2 separate regions of the Arachis hypogaea genome follow, and region 1 is linked to region 2. Evidence: chromatin contacts called from public Hi-C data. All regions are on one chromosome and are shown on one strand. Each heading gives the region's core, a stretch centred on a gene start, on an enhancer-like site or on the middle of the called end of the contact. The rest is flanking DNA. Distances are from core to core; before and after follow the strand shown. Region 1 holds the start of LOC112726414 (disease resistance protein Roq1). Region 2 holds the start of LOC112729514 (putative disease resistance RPP13-like protein 1).

Region 1 (6,173 bases), core at 2,215-4,714, 130 kb after region 2:
AAGAACTTTGAGGGACTTCAACTTATGAATGGTATCCGGAAGGCAAACAAGATACATGCAATTCTGTAAATGCAAAAGAACAAGTCCAACCAGACATCCTAATGATGAAGGTAGCTCTGTTACAGCAGTTCCATCCAAATGAAGCTCTGCTAGATGTCCCATGCAATTCCCAAAGTCTGGGACAGTGTTCATGTTTGAACAACCAGAAAGATTTAAAACCTTTAATGAACTCATCTCCATTTTACCTGGAAGAGCTTTGAGCCTTTTGCAGCCTTTTAAGTTCAATTGAACAAGTTTCTTGAGGTGCATAACAGATGAGTGGATTTCGGTTAGGCTTGTACAACCTTCAAGAACTAACGATTCGAGATTCGGAACCTCCACAAAGTCAGGGGTTTGGTTTAGATTACCGGAAAAACTCAAGTTGATGCACTTCAACTTATGTAAAATCTGATCAAAAGTATACATGTGAAAGCAAAATTTCAATGTAATTGTGATTTGTGAACATCACTAAAACGTAGTTTGAAAAAAGCAATTAACCAACGGATTTTACCTTTGTTCCGTGCCAAAGTTGTTCAATTTTGCTCCAAGACAAATTGATGTCAACAACATCCAGTTGATCAGTAAGTGGCAGAGTTTTCAGAGGGCATCCTTGCCAGTCAAGAACTCTGAGTGCATAAGGAAGGCACTCAAGGCCATGGGAAAGACGACCCACATTACGTATCTTTAACAACCTTATGTTGCTGGTCTTGGAGAAAGCTTCAGAGCTCCATCTTGCTTCATATGGTTTATTGTAGTACAATGTTGGTAGCATTACTTCAGAGAACCATCTTGCTAATGGTCGAACTCGAGCATCGTCTACTATTGCTTGAATTGCTTCAGTTCCCTGAAATTCAGAATTGTAATTACTCAATAGTGCAATATTGTTGATTAAAAGATAAAACAAATGTTTAAAGAAAAGAAATATCGCATGCCATTTTTTGTTGATCTAAAACCAATCATCCAGTAGTGGCAGAAGAATTGGCACAAACCTTATTTTGTGACAACACACGGCTGATGTCATCTTGAGACCACAATCTACTACGTTTTCCTGGATCATTTGGAGATTCTTGAAACACTATATTCTTTCCCATTTCTTGAAGTAAATCATGCATTTCCAATTGATTACGCCTACCAAGAGTGACCAAAGATTTTTCAATCAAAATTTCAATTCCAATTTGTGAAAAATGACCACAATTTTCTAACACTTCTACTACTTCATCCTTGTCCATGCCTTTGAAGAAACAAGCAATATCCAAAAATATTTCTCTCTCTGTGCTAGACAAACTTTCAAAACTTATTTTCAATGAATTTTGGATTTCAGGGTGTGGAGAACTTCTTATTTGCTTTAAAGCACTATGCCAAGCCTCAGGAGTTCTTCCACAAAGATGGGACCCCAATACTTCAAGTGCCAATGGAAGGCCTCTTGTGTATTCAACCACTTCGCTGCACAAATTCTGATATTGGCTTTTGGGTTGATCTTGTTTAAAAGCTTTCAGACAGAATAAATGAAGGGCTTCTTCCTGAACTAAGCCTTCAAGCTCGCATGTCTGATGCACGCCATGTGCCATTAGCAGATGCTTATCTCTAGTAGTGATTATTATTCTGCTACCGGGACCAAACCATTCTTGTTTTCCGGCTAAGTTCTCTAATTGGCTTCTTTCACTTATATCATCAAGAACAAGGAGGACCTTTTTGTTGTGCAAAGAGTTTGCTATTATTTTTACCCCATCAAACAAATTATGAAAGTAATTACTTCTTACAGAAAGATGAGAAAGAAGTTCCTTTTGGATGTGAACTATGCCATGTTTTGCAGAAACCTCTCTAATGTTTGCTAGAAAGCAACTAAAGTTGAACTGCTCTTCGATTGATTCATATATTAATCTGGCAGTTGTTGTTTTTCCTATGCCTCCCATGCCCCATATACCTATAAAGCGAACATCATCCAACTGCATACCGATGAGTGAATTCAACTTTTTCATCCTTGATTCAACACCAACGAGGTTTCCTACTGATGATGGCAACTTAGGAATCAGTAATTTTTGTATGTGATCAACAATTCTTTCAATCAATGCTGCCTCATGACTGCATAGAGGGAGAAAAAATATAGGCTATGATTATAAATTTCGCATGCCCATGGTTAGGTCTGAAGTTTAATTTTCATGTACTCAAGAATTAATGAATGGATCACAACTTGGATTTTTATGTATCATCTATTTTCTATATACGATGATGATTTATCATTTGAACAAAGAGAAAATTCAAAAACTCGAACACTACTGTCTACTGCACATTTAATGTGTGCTCAAACCATTTACAAAACCATTCATTGTTGATTTTTATATAACTTCTAAACATTATAATGAAAATAGATGGTTATGCATGTCTCTAGAGTATGAGTTAAATCTACTCCTGAAAACTTGAAATACTTGACTATGGGCCAAGAAAATAAACTAATATATATATAGAAGGGATTGGTCACTTTAACTATGTTTGGTGTCCAATTCTCTCATTTTGGTACCAAAAAGTTAAAAAAACTTCAGATCACTAGGGAAAAAAATAATCAAAATGAATGACAAGAGAACTCACTTATCTTTGGAGTCCCAACCGGAATAACTTGCAACTTTTTGCAATGCATCTCTCCATCTTTGGACTTTCCCCTTCTCTTCTTTGAACCTCTCTTCATGTTTTCTGAAAGCTTCTTCAAAGGTTCCTCTCTGATACCTTACATCAGAGGATTCTACACCATAGAAGATAGGAAAAACCACTTGGTTGAACTTTTCCCTGCACTCAACGATGTTTTGCAGCTCATCCAAGCACCATCTTGAGGAAGCATAGTTTGGTGAGAGGACAACAAGCGCAAACATGGACTCTTGAATTCCCTTGATGAGCCCTTTAGATATGATTTCCCCACTCTCAAGGTCATGATCATCCTTGAAAGTTTTGATACAACCCCTTCTTTCCAGTGCAGCATAAAGGTGATCTGTGAAGCCTTTTCTGCTGTCTGCACCCCTGAAACTGATGAATACATGGTTGATCCATCTACGGGTCTTGACGGAGGGAGAGGAAGAGGAAGAAGAAGAAGGTACATCAGTGATCATTGCTGATTCAAGAGTTGACTTTGATTTTGATGCTATTGTTAAGAGTGTGAATATGGTCTTTTTAAGAGCCTTGGTAGGAAAGTGTGTGGAAATTGGAAGCACTGGATTGGGGAAACTTCAGATACAGTTGCAGAAGTTCTAATTGGAAGAAGGCTGAAGAAAACGCCAATGGCAAGGGACAATTTCTCAGAAAGTGTTTGTTGGTAGGCTCCAATCTTCCATGAAACAAATTGTTTGAAATAAAGTGATGTCAACTTTTCAATAAAGTAAAAGTGTTTGAAATAACATAATGTCGCTGTGATATTTGTCATTTGGACAAAGATTTAACATTTTAAAGAAAGAACAAATGAGACGATATATACATGTAAATGCAATATTTAAAAACGAAAATTATTTCAATATTTTTTTGAAAATTGAAAGGTAAATAATCCCTTCTTGTATGTTATCACTTATCAGTTATCACATAATAATTTTAATTACACACGTATTTAACATATAAAATATTTTTTCATATGTTTTATTTGAATATAGAGCATTACCTCTGAATTAAATTCTAAATAATTAACTTATCGCATCATTTTCTTTCTCATAGAACTATAAAACTTGAGAAACACTGGTGTAATCCTAAAGTATATTTCATATGTGTTCCAAAAGCTTATTTTTATGTGTTGGGATTGGTTAAATATGACTATTTCAAGTGTTAAAAACTTAAAATATATAAAACATACCTATTGCATAATAAAACATGAGAGAACATAATTTATCTTCTAATTTCAAGAGAGTATTAGAGGTATTCCTTTAAAAATACATTAATAAATATTCCTATTGGAGGTACTGACTTAATAAACCCCCCCCCCCCCCCCCTTAAGTAAATAATTACTAGTACCTCTTTGTTAGATTTCAATCTATTCTAATTCTAATTCTAATTGAAACAATTTACTGAATTAGCAATAATTTTCATGAGATGAATCACTACAATCAATGAAATATTACTTCAGCTGTTTTCTTTGGTTACCAAAATATACCCAATATTCAATTCAACATCCAAAGGAATGGAATTGTTATATTATAATGTTGCATACTGTTTAATAAAATCTCCTTGTAAACTATCTGCTAATTTCAAAGGGAAAAGAAAATTAGGGTCTTTTCATCAGTTGCTTTGAAGCAAAGCACTCTCAAAATCTTGAAGACACAACATTTGAGCAGAAAATAATACTTAGCCAGAGCCTTCAATCTGCCATATAAAAAAAACAGATAAGAGTTTAATCAGTACACAATACTTTCATGCAAACCAAAGCTATCACTTCCAACACACAGTTTTATTTCAACTGAATCTTTCGCAATCAAATCTGTCTCAACTTTTTAGCAGAATGTAAAATGCAGGAAATGTGTATGTTGAGATTGATTATCTTGTATATTTGTCTCCAATTCCAAACACATTTTGTGCCTCTATCTTTATAGTTTTGTTCATGTTCTTGCTACCAAACACAGCCGAGGGTAATTATTCTAGTTTCAACATGCTTATAGACTATAGTGTTTGCATAATTGATTTGAGATTTGCATAGCCTGAACTTCAAGAACTCTCTAGATTTGCGTAGTTAAGAGAAAGTAGGATTTATAAGAACATAGTCAAAGCACAAGTGGGTAGGTTTGATGCAGAATATGCTCGAGAAAAAATGATATCAATGTTTGTTCGCGAGGAACTTCTTTTTCGATTTGTAGAAAGTCAATATTTTAAAGAATATTCAGCGGCTTTGTAACCAGGATTCAACACTCTTTCACGTATTACGTTGGCACGTGACATTTTGATGCTCTAGGAAACAAAGAAGGTTCAACTTTAAAAATACTTTTTCAAATACGGGGAAAAAGTTTGTCTTACAATTGATAACTAGAGTTCGTGTCAGAATATGACGTATATGTGTTTGACTATTCATTTCATTGATATGGACTGGAAGTTGCAAAAGAAAATACTAAATTTTTCTAAGTCACCGGCTACACGGGAGAAATTATGGCTCAAAATGTTAAAACTTGCTTGAATAACTGGAAGTTAAACAAGATCTTGAGTTTGACCATTGATAATGCATCGTCTAACGATATAGGAGTTATGCATTTACAAAGAAGGCTGATTTTTTGAAAGAGTTCAATTTTAAATGGAGAGTATCTTCATATGCGGTGTTGTGCGCATATTTTAAACCTGATTGTGAAGAATGGATTGAAGGAGATTGATGATTTAGTTGCCAAAATTCGAGATGCTGTGAAGTATGTTAGATCTTCAAATTCAAGATTAACTAGGTTCAAGGTATGTATTGCACAAAAAAATATTTCACATAAGAGTCTTGTTTGCCTACATGTTGAAACGCGATGGAACTCTACATACTTAATGTTAGTAGTAGCCTTAAAGCATTAGAAGGCATTTGAGCTATTAGAGATGCAAGACAAAAAAATATTGAAGAATTAAACAAGGAAAGAGGAGTACTTTCAATTCAAGATTGGAATTATGCTAAGTTCGTCTTACCATTTTTAGAAATATTTTACGATGCTACACTTTGCATCTCTGAATCCTCTTATGTCACTAGTAACTTATACATGAAGGAAGTGTTTGCTCTTGAAACGAGAATTCAACAATATCGTGATGATGATGATTTGAGCATAAGTCTTATGGCAAGTAAGATGAAAGCAAAATACAAGTATCGGAGAAATGCAAAAATTATTAACATGTTGTTGATTGCCGTAGTTCTAGATCCTTGCCATAAGTTGGATTATGTTGAGTGGTGCCTAGTTAATTCTTTTGGTGCAGACGTGGGCGGTGAATTGAAGACAAAGTTGTCTTCTTGTCTTCATTCACTTTATAATTTATATCAAGGTGCAAATGAAGAAAATTAAGATGATACCCTCTTCCAACCGAGTGCAAGTGATAAAGTCAAAGACATTTATGATATGGGAATATATCACCGATCAACTGGCCACAAATCCAATCTTAAATCTGAGCTTGATTGTTATTTGAATGAAGACTGTGAGCCATATGATAAGTCTTTG
Region 2 (6,478 bases), core at 2,871-5,370:
TCTTATAAAGGTGACAATGCTTTGATTGACTTCCAAAATATTGGCTGGGGCGTTGACGTTGAATTTGGTCATAGCTTACTCATTTGGCATATTGCAACCGATATATGCTATTATTCTAGAACAGAAGAATCCGAAAAGGACTACAGGGAAGCGAGCAAAAGAATATCCGATTATATGTTGTATCTTTTACTCATGCGTCCACTCATGCTGCCTAAATGGATCAACAGGATTACTCACCTTCGGAACACTTTCAGGGAAGCCACAAGTATATTGCATCGCAACCAGCAGCCAGTGAAAGATGCTGCAAGCGCTTCAAAATTGCTTATTCATATGCATAGGCAGTGTCACCAGCCACTCCAACAACTTCGAAGGGAAAAGGCTAGCAAGTCTTTGCTCCATCAAGGGTGCCGCCTTGCTTTACAGATTGAAGATCAGAGTTTTTCATGGGAAGTGATATGTAATGTGTGGATAGAGATGCTTACTTATGCTGCAAGTCAGTGTGAATGGGAGGCACATGCTCAGCGACTCCGAAGAGGAGGAGAATTTCTGACTCATGTTTGTCTTCTCATGGCGGAACTTGGTTTGAGCAAACAATATGACATTGCGCCGAAAAGACCGAGTGTAGAAAGCCAAAATGAAGGATAGGGATGTACAACAAAGACATCAGTACATCACTGAGTTCTTATTCATAAGTAGTGTACTTTTTATGGTGTTATGTTGTTCTGTTTTAAAATTTGAATCTGTTGTAATATTCTGCCACTGAAAAACAATGTTTAGTAATGTTATATGAAATTGTGATAAGAGTTGATGATTTATTGAACTAAAAAGAATGCTGAATAATGTGTTGTTGATATTTTCCTTCTTTTCTTTCTTTCTCTTTTTTTTTTTAAAAAAAAAAAACTTTTTTTTACTTATATAATTTCTTTGTCGTTTATATATCATTTTCTTTTTCTTTTAATATTATTTAGTTATAATATATTATTAAAAATACATATTGTCATTATTCATTAAAATAAATTTAAAAAATTAAATATTATTTTTAATTATCAAAACATTAATAATATACATACTTGTATTTCATCTAATAATTTTATCATTATACTATAGTATTTAAAGACAACCTAAAAAAAATAAAAAAAAATAATAAACAAAAGCAACTATTTAAAAAATAAAAATAATTATACAAAGTCAAGTGAATAAACTTTAATCAAATATTTTTATTACTTATAATCAAATTTATATATAATTTTATTAATTTTATAATTATTAAATTTTGAATTAATTTTTATTGTTTTAAATTTTCATTTATCATCAACCGTTATAAAATTTAAACAATTTGATATACCATTAAACAAAATTTTAAACTTTTTAATTTGTAAAATATAATACATATTATTATTCAATTAAATTACAAAATAATGATTAAATATAATTATTATCTATATTAAAATTATATATATTTTTTATTGAATAATAATATTGAATCATATATAAATGATCAAATGAATGCATTGTATATTATTTTTTATGAATTAGCTTTTAAGTTTAACATTTAACTTCGTATTATCTAATGTATTCTTAAACAATATAGCATTTTAAATCTATACTATATAATACAATTAATTTAACTCTGCACATAACGCAAGCCTTATTCTAATTATCACAAAATTTTGATCGAAAACTCTTTAAATCTTTCGATGTTATAATTTTGCTATAAGCCAATAAAATTTGAAAATTTCTATTAGATCAAATAATTTTAGGATCTAAATAAGTTATGGTCTTATAATTTACACGTTTCAACTTTTTTTTCCTTCAATTTTTTATGTGAAATTTTAATCTAAATACCTTCACTACAAATTAATTTCACTGCATGCATTGTTAGCTTTTATTAGAAATAATTATTCTAGAATGCTTTAGTTTATGTTTATTTCGTTTTTGTATTTTTTTTTTCTATGTGTAGAAATAAGACTTTGTTTCTGTTCTTGCATAGTAATCTGAGTCGAAGTATAATTTTTTTTAGTGTCGAGATATAACTCCTTCTTTCGTTTATATAGAATTTTCTGTCATAATAACACAGACACCGAACTATACTTCAATCGCCAAGAAATATCGAAAGAAGTTGAAATCTGCAAAGAAACTCCAACGCTCAAGTAAAAAATCGTATAAGATAAGGTATAAGTTATTCAAAGTGAATAGCGTACCTTTTACGTGCTTAAAGTTTTGTATTTATAGTGTTGTTATGTTATAGGTGGTTATCCCGTAGACCTACTATTTTAGTAACCACTTCTGCACGTGTTCAGATGGTTACGTTAGAGTCAAGATTCTCTCTAACTGAAATAGGCATGTTTGATTTATTTTATTCAAATTCCAATTTATAGGTAAATTTTAGGCCAAGTTATAGCTAATGGATTAACAGAAAAATTTAGGCCGAACTATACGTTTCATTGGCCGAGATATAGGTAATGGATCAACACTTGTTTTCCAAGTAATAGGTAACAATTATCGAGTAATATGGAATGGACCAAATTATAACGGCCGAGTTATAGATGTAATGATCGAGTTATGTGTTGGTAATTTATGAGTTATGAAAATCCTAACGTTCTTTTGACCTAATCTTCAAATTATAGCTTATAGTTGGCGAGTTATAGTGACCAGATTATAACCCCCAAGCTTTACCTGTTTATTTTTAAGAGAAACGGGTTGAGCCTTTATAAAAATCGAGTTCTAACTCGACAGGATATAGAAGAGATGCAGTTGTGTTATAATTTAGAGACATGAGGATTAGCCCCCCAATATCAACTTGATAATCTTAAAAATAAAATTGGACAAGCTTATCATTGAGAAAGGTGTTGCTTATATTAGTATATTTTTTAACGAACTTATAGTTGATTGTTGGACTGACACCGACTTATAGGTGTCGGTATGCTTTGACTGATTTTGACTTATAATTATCGGTTTGTTTGAAGTGATTCCAACTTATAAATGTCGGTTTGTTTGGATTGACTCCGACTTATAGTCGCCGATTTGTTTGGAGTGATTCCAACCTATAGGTGTCAGCTTATTTGGATTAACTCCGACTTATAGTTGCCTGTTTGTTTGAAATGACTCCGACTTATAGTTGTCGGTTTGTTTGAAATGATTCTGACTTATAGGTGTCAACTTGTTTAGATTGGTATGTTTGAGTGTTCTTTTCATATTGAATAATCGGTTAATTCCTTCTGAAATAAGTTGCGAAAAAAATTTGAAATTTCAACTTTGGATATACATTAGAATAAAATAGGTATGTTGAAGATATCTCAGAATACAATTTTTTATATTAGAGGTATAGATTGGTTAAATAGGCATTCGGTTTGGTGCATTGTTTGATATGTGATAGTAGATAAACCGACTTATAAGTTGGTATGAGTTTTGATTTGTTGTGAAGGAGAACAAAATAATAATGATAAAAATAATAAAGAGATGAAAAAAATGATGTGATATATGAATGTGAAACCTCCATAGTTGAAGGTGCAGGGGTGTGCCTCGTGTAATGACCTTAGCTATTTTGAATGGTCTTCTCTGTTGTTATGATGTTTGTTTTGTTTGTCAACTTCTTGGCTAAAAGTTGGTTTTCTGCTCTTTAAACTTGTCGGATCTCTTCTATCTCTATTTGGCATGTTGCCTTCTCTCAGAACTTGACTAGTGTCTTTGATTTTATCACTGTTATTATCTCTTGAAATTTTCCAGGACAAAGTCTACTCTTTAGCACATGTAGGTGGACATCTAAGTTGAGGTATGGGATCTCTATGGCCACTTTGGCAAATCTCGTCATATAATCCTTAAAACTCTCATGTTGTCCTTGTTGTATGGTACTAAGATAGTCCGAGTTATGCACAGATCTTCGAAGCTGCGAAGTTGTTGACAAAGAGGTTGGCCAGCTCAATAAAGCTTGATATAGAAAACCAAATCAAGGCAGCACCATCTAAGAAAGTCAGAAATGTATGACAAAGTATTGGGTCAGATGCATCGTTCATGAACATTATTGAGTTGAATTTAGTGACGTGGATGTTGGGATCACCGATTCCCTCATAAGGTTTCAGTGTCGTCGGTAGAGTAAAATTTTTGGGTGAAGACTGCTCTCTTGGGTGCTGAAGCTCTTGTTGCTGATGCTGAGATGAAGCAGTTTGGCAATAAATCGGTGAGGAAGTGGCTCGATAATCTCAGGGATGCTGTTTACTGTGCTGAGGACTTGCTGGACACTGTCCTCGCCAAAGCTGCCACACAAAAGGAGGTAGAGAAGATGGAAGGGGTAGTTGGAAGAATAGAGGATCTTGGAAAACATAAAGATTTGCTTGGTCTTGAAAAGATTCCGACTCTTGTGAGAGGGAATGTGTATGGCAGGGAGGATGACCAGAAGGCCATAGTCAAGATGCTGAAGGACAGCAATGAGCATCACCTGTCTGTGATAGCTATTGTTGGCATAGGTGGGGTTGGTAAAACAACTTTAGCCCAATGGCTGTACAACAATCAGGAGGAGTTCATGAAGGGGTTTGATCTTAAAGCATGGGTTTGTGTTTCGGAGAATTTTGATATCATCGAGACTACAAAGAATATCTCAAAGGAGATCCTTGGAGATACTTTTAGGGTTGATGATTTCAAATCACTTCAAAATGCTTTGAAAGAAAAATTGTCGAATAACAAGTTCTTAATTGTTCTGGATGATGTTTGGAGTGATGATGGTGACAAATGGAGTAATTTTATGACCCCTTTCCAACAAAATCGGAATAAGGGAAGTATTGTTCTTCTGACTACTCGGGAGGAAAATGTTGCTTCTGCAGTTCAAAATTGTCACCCTTATTTTCTCAGGAAGTTGTCGGAGAACTATTGTTGGTCAGTGTTTGCAGAAAATGCATCTTTCCCAGAATCAAATGGGAACAAGGAGCTTGAAAGCATAGGTCGAGAGATTGTCAAGAAGTGTGATGGCGTGCCATTAGTTGCAGGAATACTTGGAGGCTTGTTTCGTACAAGGCATGATGTTGATGAATGGAACAAGATATTAAGGAGTGCTATTTGGGAATTTCCGGTGGCGAAGAGTAAGATTATTCCAGCATTACTGATAAGTTACTTCCATCTTCCTGCACATTTAAAGCCTTGTTTCCTTTATTGTTCGTTGTTTCGAAAAGGCTATTTTTTTCATAAAGATGAATTAATCTTGTTGTGGATGGCTGAAGATATTTTACAACCACCGAGAGGATATACTTTAGAAGAAATTGGTTGCAAGTATTTTGATGAACTAATTTCTAGATTATTTTTCAAAAGGGTTCAGGGTCAAGACAATTATTTTGTGATGCACAATATCTTGCATGACTTAGCAATATCCCTTGCTGGAGATTACTATTGCAACTTGAAAGAACTTGGCGAAGAAGCGGACATAGGGATTCTGACTCAACATTTGTCATTTGGAAGATTGAATAGTCCAAACTCAAAAATACTTAATTCGGTTGCTTCGTTGAAATCTTTGAGAACATCCTTGTATGTCGTCGATTTGTTTAGCATGAAAAGCATAGCATCAAAGTTGAATTGCTTGAGAGTTTTATCCTTTTATGAACTTGATGTATTGCCTGATTTAATAGGTTCATTGATTCATCTACACTATTTGAATCTCTCTTGGACCAATATTAAGACATTGCCCGAGTCCTTATGTAACTTGTACAGTCTACAAACATTAAAGTTGCGTGAATGTATTAAGTTGACCATGTTGCCTAGGGGCATGCATAAGCTTGTGAATTTAAGGCATCTTGATGTTAGAAAAACTCCTTTGAAAGAAATGCCGGGAGGAATAAGCAAATTGAAAGAGTTGCAATTCTTAAGTGATTTTGTTGTGGGCAGACAAGAAGAGAATGGAATCCGAGAATTAGGAGGGCTTTCAAATCTTCACGGATCACTTGGGATTCAGAAATTGGAGAATGTGGTTGATGCCAATCAGGCAAGGAGTGCAGGGATAGATAAGAAGCATATTGACGAGTTATTGTTGAAATGGTCTTCAGACGATGATATGGTTTTAATAAATGCACAAACTGAAATACAAATACTTGACAGCTTAAAACCTCATAACGGCTTGAAAGAGTTGAGAATATGGGGATACAAGGGTCCAATATTTCCAGATTGGTTGGGGCACTGTTACTACGAAAACATGACAAGTGTATCTCTGTTAGATTGCAAGAATTGCTTCATGCTGCCTTCACTTGGACACCTGCCTTCTCTAAAGTCCCTCCGCATTCAAGGTTTTGATCAGCTGAGGAGTATTGGCGAGGAGTTTTACAAGAATGAAGGAGCTCATGATTCTTTGCCTATGGCACCGTTTCCCTCACTGGAGACTTTGGAGTTATATAACATGCCATGGTGGGAGGAGTGGCACTTTCCTGGCTCAGAAACTTTTCCTCGACTCCGGAAGCTTCAATTAAGAGATTGTCCAATGTTAAAGGGAAATATGCTTAAT

Evidence for each region. Hi-C and Micro-C count contacts between places; a contact is called where the count stands out from the background.
Region 1: a contact with region 2 is called in a Hi-C map of leaf, with 5 times the contacts expected there. The contact joins the promoter of LOC112726414 here to the promoter of LOC112729514 in region 2. A contact is called at or near these places in 2 of 8 Hi-C or Micro-C datasets (both in leaf).

What each region holds. Positions count from the first base shown.
Region 1 is chr12:3,551,449-3,557,621 of arahy.Tifrunner.gnm2.J5K5, forward strand. LOC112726414 (disease resistance protein Roq1) reads right to left here and starts at 3,465. Exons shown (of 5, transcript XM_025775792.3): 1 at 2,626-3,465; 2 at 1,029-2,121; 3 at 551-883; 4 at 1-447. The coding sequence starts at 3,137.
Region 2 is chr12:3,420,137-3,426,614 of arahy.Tifrunner.gnm2.J5K5, forward strand. It overlaps LOC112729514 (putative disease resistance RPP13-like protein 1), which reads left to right and starts at 4,121. Exons shown (of 1, transcript XM_025779688.2): 1 at 4,121-6,478. The coding sequence starts at 4,154.